Linked DNA regions of Canis lupus: region 1 is linked to region 2. Evidence: chromatin contacts called from public Hi-C data. All regions are on one chromosome and are shown on one strand. The core of a region is the stretch at or near the end of the contact, and the rest is flanking DNA. Distances in the headings are between cores, read along the strand shown.

The links. A called contact is a pair of places that touch in the nucleus more often than the background predicts.
Region 1: a Hi-C map of blood shows a contact between it and region 2, with 2.7 times the contacts expected there. The contact joins the promoter of HSD17B12 here to the promoter of ALKBH3 in region 2. A contact is called at or near these places in 2 of 9 Hi-C or Micro-C datasets (both in blood).

Annotation. Positions count from the first base shown.
Region 1 is chr18:26,448,477-26,454,165 of UU_Cfam_GSD_1.0, reverse strand. It overlaps HSD17B12 (very-long-chain 3-oxoacyl-CoA reductase), which reads left to right and starts at 3,124. Exons shown (of 9, transcript XM_038562982.1): 1 at 3,124-3,420. The coding sequence starts at 3,261.
Region 2 is chr18:26,285,874-26,291,494 of UU_Cfam_GSD_1.0, reverse strand. ALKBH3 (alpha-ketoglutarate-dependent dioxygenase alkB homolog 3) reads left to right here and starts at 2,955. Exons shown (of 10, transcript XM_038562979.1): 1 at 2,955-3,094; 2 at 4,833-4,978; 3 at 5,280-5,383. The coding sequence starts at 4,900.

The DNA of each region.
Region 1 (5,689 bases), core at 1,875-4,374, 160 kb before region 2:
AGGTGGACAAAAACCAAATAATTAAACCATTTGAAGGCATTAAGTGTTATAAGGAAAATAAATTAGGGTAAAAGAATAAGTAGTGACAGGGCAAAGGAGAGGAGGCGACTTGGTCTATTTAGGTAGGTCCATCAGAGAAAAACCACTCTAAGTGGGAGAATGTGTGAACAGAAGCCCAAATAATATAAAGGAGTGAGCCTTGGGAGATAGAGGTTAAGAGGTTCTAGAAAGGGAACAGGAAACAGAACTGCTTTGAGACTGGAATGAACTTGACTTATTTCAGGAAATTCAAGACGTGTGGCTGGAATCAAGTGAGCACAGGAGGGCATGGTTGATGCTGCTGTAGAGGTCAGGGCAGATAAACTGGTCTTGGAGGATTTTGTTCTTAATCTGATTTATAAAGTCCTTGAAGGGATTTGAGGAGAAGAAATAATATCTCATTGAGTTATAAAACAACAACAACAAAAAAAAACAAAAAACCCAAAACCTACTCAAGTTGCTTTCAGGGTGACCAGTGAGGAGGCTACTGCCATATTTCAGGGAAGAAATGTTTGTGATTTGGATCAGGTTGGTAGTAGCAGAGGTGGAGAGAAGTGGTCAGTCGGGATACATTTTGGAGGCAGTGTGGACGATATATTTGGGAGGTGGTACTGAATATGGGAATGTAATGGAAAGAACAACTGACCCCTAAGGTTTTAAACCTTAGAAGGTCGGTAAATGGTGGTACCTTTAACAGTTGGAAGAAGAGAAGTGTGTCTGTGTGTGTGTGTGTGTGTGTGTGTGTGTGTTTGACGGAGTAGAGCCTGTTTTGAACATGTTTCACTTGAGATGTTGGTATTTATTTTACATCTTAATGGAGATGCTGAGTAGGCAGGTAGAGGTGACGCATTCATGCACACCTCTGTGCAGAAGCTGGGCCTGGCCAGAGACGTTTGGAATTCATCAACCTACAGTTGACACTTAAAATCAAGGGACTGGATACAATGATGTAGAGAGACTGTGTAGAGAAGTAAAAAGAGCAGGGGTCTGAGTCCAAGGGCACTGGATCGTATAGAAGCCAGCATGGGGAGGGGCCATTGAAGGACTCTGGGAAGGAGTAGCTGGTGAGGGCAACAGAGGCCACTCACTACGGAACGGTACAATAGGATGAGACTAAGAATTGACCACTTGCTCACCCCTGGATATCCAGTACCCAGCTCACTTTCTGGTACACACTTACAGCACAGTAATATTTGTTGAATGAGTGAATCTTGACTTCCATTTTTTGGCCAGATTTTTATTATTTCAGGGTTCCAGGCACTGTTCTAGGTCCTATGGACTCACAGCATAGTGTTCCAATAATCATAAGTTCTAGTGGGGGCCATAGACATACATACAAATGCCACAAAAACACATATTCTTAGCTTATTTATTTGTTTAGGATTTTACCTTTTAAAGATTTATTTATTTGAGAGAAAGAAAGAGAGAAAGTGCCAGAAGGAGAGAGAGGACCTCAAGCAGACTTCCCGCCCAGCACCGAGTCCCATGCAGGGTGCATCCCACCACCCCAGATCAGGACCCCACTTAACTGACTGTGCCATCCAGGTGCCCCTAAGGTTTTAGTGGTCAGTAATCTCTACACCCAACGTGGGGCTCCAACTCAACCCTAACAGAGCCAGCAGGCACCCTGCATTATTGGTTCGTAATAGCTTTCTTCCCCTCCCGCTGCCCTTTTGTAAGGAGCTCAGATATCTTGAGGGCCCTTAGTTGGTGAGCAATGATGAATCAGGATACATGCATCAGGGGCTATACTGCGGTGAAGACTGGCTGGAGGGCGAGGTTGAGACAGAGCAATGGTGGAATTTCATGGACTTGGACAGGCAGCCTCGGCCGAGGTGTCAAATTCAATCAAAACACAATGTGCCTGCTCGACTCACACGGCTGATTTCTGCTAGACACTTGACAGTTTATAAAGAACAGTAACAGCCTCAGGGTTATAGTTAATTAATCTGATGAGAGGGTGGAAAAAGAGTAGGGGGGCTGGGCAGAGGGCTAAGGCTCTGAAAGCACATATATTAGGACATTATTACCTTAGCTTCAGGATATGTCGGGCTGTTGATTCTTACAATTACTACCCTTCAATTCGTGCCTTTTAAAAAAGCCTCGAAATCAGCAGTCCCTACCGGCTAAGAAAATGTTAGGGATTTTATATGAACCCAGATCCATGCCCGAAAAAGGAAACAAAAACTCTTGGGTGGACGAGAGAGGGAGGGCAAAGCAGTCTATTACGTTACACAGGTGCTCGCGCTTACCTTGTGGAGCTCTGCCAAGGTGATTTTCTTATCTCTACTAGGTCCATACACTTTTCTATCTCCCCACCCCCTCCAAAATTTTTTTTTTTTTAGATTTTTAAAAAGAGAGTAAAGAAACCTCTCTATCGTCATGGAGTCTCTTCCCCAAACTCCTTATTCATCAGCCTGTGTTCCTCAATTTCTCGTTCATCTTCCAGCTCCTATGTCCCCGTGCGTGGTCCTTACCTGGTCCATGGTCCTTACCTGGGTCCATGGAGTTATTTGCCCTGAACTCCAGGGCCTCGGAGACGCGGCGCTTAGAAGGCCCCCGTGCGGGTCACCGGGGGAAGGTGCCCGCCGCGGCAGGCACAGACGCGCGCGACGCGAGCCTCGACCCGGGAAACTTCACGAGGGCGACGGCGGCACGTGCACCTGACGGCAGGATAGAGCCCCTGGTGGGAACCAGCCCGCGCCTCCCCGCCCACCTGTTACTACCGCCCTCCATTCATTCGCAACATCGCGGACCCCGCCCCCTGGAGTCCCGGGCGCCCGCCCAGCCGGGTCTCGCGGGCCAATCGGAGCGCAGCCTCCCGCAGGCGTGAGCACGGCCGCAGCCAATCAGCGGCCGGCGCGACGCGGTGGGGTGAGCCGGGCGGCATCCCGGGGGCGTGGCGACGCGCGGGGCGGGGCTGCCGCGGGATTGGCAGGCGGGCGATCAGCCGGCGCCGAGGGGACCCGCGCCGGGGGGCGGGGGGAGCGACGTGGGCGGGGAGCGAGGCTGGAGCCAGCCAATGGCTGACGCGCTCCGCGCAGAGGGCGCGCCGGATAGCCAATGGCGGCGCGGCTATGGCGCCGTGGGCGGGGCTTAGGCTCGAAGCGGCGCCGGAGCCGCGCGCGTCGGTGTAGTCTTCGCGGTCACGGCCCGCGCCTCTTCCTGGATTCATTCATTCGGGGCTCCATTCACGGAGGTAGTAAGGCCCGGCTGGAGCCATGGAGAGCGCTCTTCCTGCCGCCGGCCTCCTGTACTGGGTCGGCGCGGGCACCGTGGCCTACGTGGCCCTGCGCCTCTCGTGCTCGCTCTTCACGGCCCTTCGGCTCTGGGGTTTGAGTCACGAGGCAGGGGTCGGGCCGCAGCTCGGAGAGTGGGCAGGTGAGTGCAGCCCGGCGCCCCGCTCCGGGCCCCCCCCGCTCCCCGCGGGCCCGCTGGACCCCGGCCGACCCAGGCTGGCCCGGCCCGGCCGACTGTGGAGGGGCCGCGGCGGGGGGCGGGGCCTGGCGGGGGCGGGGCCTGGACCCCTCACCTCGCGGCCCCCCGGGCAGTGCCCGGCGCTCGGCGGCTCGCCCCCGGGACGGCGCGTGTGTGTGTGTCTGTGTGTGTGTGTTTTAATAAAGTTTTTCGCTTGATTTGAATAGTGGCCCCGTGCGCAGGACGAAAGGCATTCTGTGGACTTTGCGGGGCATGAGGAGGGACGAAGAAGACGTGGAATTTCACAAGTCTTCCTGCCTTTTTTTTTTTTTTTTTTGAAACTTGCCTCTCTCCCAGTTATTTGGATTCGGTCTGTTTCGTAGGATCTACGGGGTTTTGTTTTGTTCTCGATTGTCCTAAACTTCCCTGGAGTCCTGCGGTGTCACAGAGCCACCGCTTCTGCAACACGGCTGCTCTCCAGGTAGAAGTCAGGAGCAATTTTTTTTTTTTTTTTTTCAGAAGGAGGTTTATAGGAAAAGGCCTCGTTCCATTCCGCTGGCGGGCCCTAGAGGTGGAAGGGAAAGGTCGCGGGGGAGAAGTGGGGAAATCACTTGCATCGAAGTTTTGTGCTTGCTTTCTTTTTTTTGTTGTTGCTTTTCTGACTTTTTCGTTTCTTCTTTTTTGTTGCTTTTCTGTCTTTCATTTCTTCTTCTTCTTCTTTGTTGCTTTTCTGTCTTTTTCGTTTCTTCCTCCTCCCCCTCTTCTTCCTCCTCCTCCTCTTCTTTCTCCTCCTCCCCCTCCCCCTCCCCCTCCTCCTCCCCCTCCTCCTCCTCCTCTTCTTCTAAACCAAGTAGTGTGCTGTGGTCGGTCTCTGTGTCTGCGATTATCCTGCTATTTCATGACTGAACGTACACTCACTTAGCATTTTGATTGAATCTAGGAGTGATTAGGGATTGCTGTCAGACTAGGCTCAAGTAAGTACACAAATAAGGCAACTCCACAGTCCTCACTTTATTCATTCAAAAACATTTAAAGAAGTTAGTAGGAAAAAAACATAAGAAATTTAACCTTTTGGACAGCGACGTAAAGAGATTTCAAGCAGGAATGGATGGATGTGTAAGAGCTTTGTCCAGGATGTGAAGCAACTATTCACGTTATAATACGTATTTTATTTATTCATTCATTCATTCACTCATTCATTCATTCATGATAGACATAGAGACACAGAGAGAGAGAAGCAGAGGGAGAAGCAGGCCCCATGCAGGGAGCCCGATGCAGGACTCGATCCTAGGACTCCAGGATCAGGCCCTGGGCTGAAGGCAGGCACTAAACTGCTGAGCCACCCAGGGATCCCATATTATAATACTTATTTTTAAAAGTCTCTTAGTGTTTTCTGATATTCCTTGAAAAAGAAGTGAAGTGCTCAACTTGATTATAATAGAGTTTATGATTTCACAATTGACTTGCCTAAGTTCTTGATTTGGAAAACTTGCTTGTGAACTTTTGAGATAGTTACACAAGATTCCAGTGCATTAGGAAATCGCATATCAAGATGAAGTTTTGTGATTTGTCAGCAAAGAGTAATGATAATAACTTTTTTTTTTAAGATTTTATTTATTTATTCATGAGAGAGAGAGGCAGAGACACAGGCAGAGGGAGAAGCAGGCTCCACGTGGGACTCTATCCCGTGGGACTCTATCCCGGGACCTCTGGGGTCACTCCCTGGGCTGAAGGCAGACCTCAACCACTGAGCCACCCAGGTGTCCCTTAATAACTTTTTTTAAAATAATTTAAAAATTTTTTTTATTTATTTATGATAGTCACACAGAGAGAGAGAGAGAGAGGCAGAGACACAGGCAGAGGGAGGAGCAGGCTCCATGCACCGGGAGCCCGATGTGGGATTCGATCCCGGGTCTCCAGGATCGCGCCCTGGGCCAAAGGCGCTAAACCGCTGCGCCACCTAGGGATCCCCCTTAATAACTTAAAAAAAAAAAAAAACTATTTAAAATATAATAGGCCCCGGTGACTAATAACTCAGATGGTCTAAGTCATCATTGAAAAGGTTTGATCCCAGAGGAAGGATACTTGCTAAATTGAAGGAAATGTCTAAAAAATTTAGAAAAGAAATTTGGACCAGAATGCTGAGATAGAATAGAGAGGATCATAGTGTTGTAAAGTGACTTTGTGATTGTTGAGTTCAGTCTATCCTGGATTGTTAGAAAAATCTGTTCTT
Region 2 (5,621 bases), core at 1,706-4,205:
CAAAAGTCGTTCTGCAGTTCTGGTGGTTTTGCACTAATGCTTTTAATGCTTTACGTGAATATGAAGTGTCAGTTGCAATAATGCAATACTTCGGGATCACTGTGAGAGACGGGGCAGCCCGCAGGCAGCGGAGGCCGGAGCGGGGCCAGGCGGCCTGGCTGCCAGCTCGGGGTGGGCGCTCCGGGCCCAGCTGCCCGGCCGTGTCCTTGCAGCCCCGGGAGCCTGCCCGAGGTCGCGGCCTGGCCGCGGACACCCCCACCGTGTGCTCGGAAGCAGCCCCACCAGCCCGCGGCCCCTCGCGCCCTCGAGGCAAGCCCACGGCGTTGGGCAGCACCTGGAGTCGCCGCAGCTGGACGGAGCCCCTGACCTGCGGCCTCCGGGGTTGAGCAGGCTGCCGCACAGACGTGGGGTGCAGCCACCCAGACCCACCAGCCCTCGATGGGCGGCGACGTTGGTGTGGCCCCGCAGCCCAGGGTCGCCGGTGCACACGGGCGGACTTCGCGGAGCCGCCGGCCTGGGCAGGAAGACAGGGCAGCCTGAGCAGTGCACAACCCGGCCTCGGGGACCGGCTGGGCAGGGGGGCCCGCCCGCTCCTCAAAGGGCCAGGCCCAGCCGCCCCCACTTGCCGGCTGTTGCTCCCAGCCCGCAACCACGATCACCCTGAAACAGGAACCAAAAGGACACAGAAACTATATAGTTCCAGGCAAAAAACAAAACAAAAAAAAACCCCCCACCCCACCCCTGACACACAGAAACCACACACACACACACACACACACACACACACACACAAATCCCATAATAGGGTATCACCTCAAGGGGAAGGGACATTGTAAGGACACAGACACCACAGGTGCGGGGACACCACTACCAACACCTCGGTCCAGGCCGGCAGGGACGAAATGGTGACCCAACCCCCAAGGACGCTGCCAAACAGGGAGGCGCTGCCGTCTGTTGGGAAGTCCACATCTACATGGCACGCTCTGAGTCCTTGGCTCCCCGTGAGGGCTTCACGGGGTTTTCAAGCAAAGGACGGGCAGTCTGTTCGGACAAGAGAGCAAGTGACATCCAGCGCCTCCAGATGTGCAGGGTGACCTCGGGGCCAGCGGGTCCAAGCACATGTCGCTCCTCCAAACCCTGGGGTCCCGTTGCTCTCAGGCCGATGCTGTCGCCTCACAAGAGGAGCCGAACGAGGCTGGGAGCCCCACTAGGCTGCACTTGGCCCACGGAGGCCTGAGCACTGCCCGCCGACAGGGGAGCCCTGGGGTCAGCAGGAGCCCCTTCCCCTCCACCGCACCTGCAGCCCCCGCTGCGGAGATGCTGAGGGCTGGACCCCACAGCGCGGGAGACACGCTGGCGCGGGCAGGACAATACAGCCTGCTGACAGGCAGGGTGCCCCCTGATCAACACAGATGCTGCAGGGACGGGAAACCCGGATACGAGGCTCAGGTGGAACAGCTCTCTGATACTATATACTCCCGGGTATTGAGGGTAACCAACCCGAGCCGTCCTGCCCTTAGCATTGTGTCCTGGAAAACCTCTCGGGCCCTACATGCATCCTGAAGGTTCCTAAACTTTCTCTGCATCCGAATCACCTTGAACACTTGGTTTAAAAAAAAAAAAAAATGCAGGTGATTTTGTTAAAAAGACAGTTATTTTGGATGCAAGCGGGCCATGGATTGATTTTTGACAGCTGTTCGACTTGGAGGCTGAAGAGGTGTTCACTACTCCTAGGGACCCCTTGGTCCAAACTTCTTTGTCCCCGTTCCAAAACTGTAATCACTGAAAAGAAAGAAATAACCTCCCTTGGGAGACACAGCCAAGGTTCCTGATCCAGGAACAGACAGTGTTCAAATTACTAGTTGATGGGGACCAAAAAGAAAAAAGAACAACAACAAAAACCAAAAAGACAAATCACAGTGTGGCCTTACTACTTTTCATTCCTTACAGTTCTAGGATAAATCATTTTTGCTCAATGTCACAAAGCAGAACAAAGGATGATGGATGCCGTGGATCAGGTGGGCGGGGTACCCCGAGTGTGCAGGTCAGCGGCAGGTGGTACAGGCCGAGTTTTAAGGACCCCCGGGTGCCTGCTACGTGGTAGGCCTGGGAACAGGCGGGGCTGCTCGTGCCACGTTCGCAGGTGAGATCCGCGGTTAGAGATGCTACTCGGAGACTCAAATGCGGTGAAGACCCTTCGTTCCCTCCCCGCCCCTCCACTGATCAAATGCATTTTTGCTTTTTATTTTTTAAGCCGTCTTCGTCCAATCTCCGCGGCGCTCCAAGCCCCTGCCCAACCCTACGTGCATCAGGAGCTCGGCCTCCCCACGGCGCTTCGCCCAGGTCACGCCCAGGTCGCGCCTGGCTCTGATGGGAGCGCGCCCCGTGGGCGTCCGGGCCTTCCCGGGGAGCATTCAAGCCCTATCTTTCTTTCTTTCTTTTTTTTTTTTTAAGATTCTATTTATTTATTTATTCGTGAGAGACACACACAGAGGCAGAGACGCGGGCAGGCCCCCCGCGCGGAGCCCATGCGGGACTCGATCCGCGACCACGGGGTCACGCCCGGAGCCGAGGCCGACGCTACCCCGCGGAGCCCCCGAGCGTCCCTAACCTTCGGGTCCTGCGCTTAGGGCACCACGACCGGTGTCCCAGCAGCCCCGCCGCCGCGGCGCGGACCCGGGAGGCGGGGGCCGAGCTGCCTGCGGCCCGCCCTGCGGGGCCCGGCCCAGCAAACGCGGCCTCCCCCCACTCCTCCCTGTGCCCCCCGGGCCCCCCTAGGCCTCTTCGGCCCCCGGCCCTCGCGGCGCTGGGAACGCGGAGCCGCCCGGACCGCGGCGTCCGTGCGCCGGAAGCGGCGGCGCGTGACGTCAGAGGAAGCGGCGGGTGCTGCGTGGCGGCGGCGGCGTGGGGCGCTCCGGGCGAGAGGGCCGCCCACCCCCACCTCCCCCGCCGCTCCCGGGGCTCCCGGAACACAAGGCGCGGCCGCCGCGGAGGCCCAGGCTCTTCCCCCGCGGGGACCGCGCGGCCTGCACCGCGGCGCCCGACCTCCCGGAGCGGGGACTCGGGCCGGAGGCGCTCGCGGGCGGGCCGGCAGGTGTGGCTCGGGGGGAGGGGCGATGTGGGGGGGTCTAAGCAGCTCAGGTCATGACCCCGGGGTCCTGGGTTCGAGTCCTGCATCGGGCTCCCCGCAGGGAGCCTGCTTCTCCCTCTGCCTGGGTCTCTGCCTCTCTGTGTCTCCCATGAATAAATACATAAAATTAAAAAAAAAAAAGTCAGGATGCAAGATGGGCTGAGTGAGCAGCTCGTGGGCCACAGAACCAGCAGGTCGGGGATGGGCCCCAGGTCGGCGGCAGGGCTGCTGCTCGCCTCCCCGTAACTCCTTTGGGCGGTGGCAGGCTCCCTCGTCCCCCCACCTATTAAACGAGAAGGAATGACACACTTATCACCTGCGGAGAGTTTGCCAAAGGTCCACATTCCTGGGCCCAGCTCAGTGCAGCTCAGCAGGACTGGAAACCGTCGGCCGAAGAGGCCACAAGGAGAGGTCGTGTCCCCATGAGGACTTGAAAGCTTGCTTGGATCAGTAAAGAAATGGATCACGGGTTCAGAACAGGTGGCACGAAGCTCCATTTTTGTCTTTTTGTAGCTGTGCTCCTGTGTTTGCCGGGAGCTAAAGTTTTATTGGCAAAAAAAAAAAGTATTAATGGCAATTATGAGGTGTCTTTCATTATTATTATTATTATAAGCTGGAAATTAATGAAGTTTTTTTTTTAAGATTTTATTTATTCATAGAGACACAGAGAGAGAGAGAGAGGCAGAGACACAGGCAGAGGGAGAAGCAGGCCCCATGCAGGGAGACCGACGTGGGACTCGATCCCGACTCTCCAGGATCAGGCCCTGGGCTGCAGGTGGTGCTAAACTGCTGCACCACCGGGGCTGCCCAGTTAATGAAGTTTGAATGTTAATCTGCCTCCTCTTGACTTCCTGAGTTGATTTTCCATCAACCCAGTGGTCCTCGTACAGGCCCGCTAAGGGCATCTGCAGTGCTTGTCGCAAAGACTGACATTTGTATCTGTCCAGGGTCAGATCTTCAGAGACAAGGCCATTAACAAGCATTAACGAGCATCCAGGGAAGTTTCATGTGCCCCAGTTATAATGGAATATGGAAATGCCCTTGGAAAAGGAGTCTCAGCCTATTTCTCATATCCATATAGGTGACGGAGTATTACAGGTTTCTTGCAGACTAGTAAGGCTAATGTGGTTTATGATAGATCTTACAAGTTTTTTTTTTTCAAGACACAGAGGCAGAGGGAGAAGCAGGCTCCCTGCAGGGAGCCCAACGTGGGACTGGATCCCAGGACCCCGGGGTCACGCCCTGAGCTGAAGGCAGACACTCAACCACTGAGCCACCCTGGGGGTCCCAGATCTTAGAATTTCTTAATATGTACTTTGTTGTGAAAGAGGCAAAAGCACTCTAAGATTGTTGGGGCGCCTGGGTGGCTCAGTTGGTTGAGCGTCCAACTCTGATTTTGGCTCACGGTTGTGAGATCCAGCTCCACGTCAGCCTAGTGCTGGGCAAGAAGCCTGTTTAAAAATTTTTATTTCAAAAAAAAAAAGAAAGAAAGAAAGAAAGGAAAAAAGGACTATAAAATTGCAAAAGAAAACATTAAAACCGGCAGTCCTAAGTGATGTAGGCTCCTTGTTTGAGATTTTGTGATGACAAGTTAATTTTACATAGAATCTCTGATTGCGTTGACACTGAAAGGATTATAATTACTCCCTTAGGTAGTCCATGCTCCCAATCCTAACTAAAAGCACTTTTTTTTTTTAAACAGATACCATTGTGTGGTTTTAATCAGGAGTGAAATCTGAAAGCTAACTGCAGAAGCCTTTTTGGTCAGCATGGAGGACAAAAGACGGCGAGCCCGAGTGCAGGGAGCCTGGGCTGGCCCTGCTAAGAGCCAGGCCACTGCGCAGCCAGGCAAGGACTTGTGGGGATCTCGTGTGAATGCACTTGCATTTCTGTTGATGTTAAGGAATTACTTAAAATGTACCTGGTACTTCGATTTTCTTGATGGTGATCTTTTATTGAGGATTGGTGTTTGGTGGTCCTCATGTTTAGTCACTGCTCTCAAACGTCTCAGTGTGTGTAGTGGGGTCTTCAACCGACTATAGTTAATTTCTGGGTGTCATAGGCTATCTTCAGGTAGATTTTATGGGCCCCTGCTCTCTAGAGCAGACTTTCTGAGTCTGGTTTGAATCTGTTCTTGCTCTTGATTCAGCTGCCACTGCTAGAAGCCATCTCCACCAGAGGCCTGGTCAGACCTGGATGAACCAGGAGCATCAGCTTTTGGACAAGCAGTTTGTGTTCAAAGAACCCCAGCAGGTAAGTTCTTGTTTCTGCTAGGACACTAACAGATTTGGTTGTAAAAGCTATATTCACATAGTAGGCATTCCATTAGTGGCTGGATAAATTCACAAATAAAAGGCCTGTAATAATAATGAAATGTGGAGCACCAATTCTTTAGTCTTGTCTGAAGATTCTTTATAGTCTGCTCCCAACATGACCACATATAATTCCCATTTTGGGGGAAAGGATGTTATACCACGACTAACACGTACAT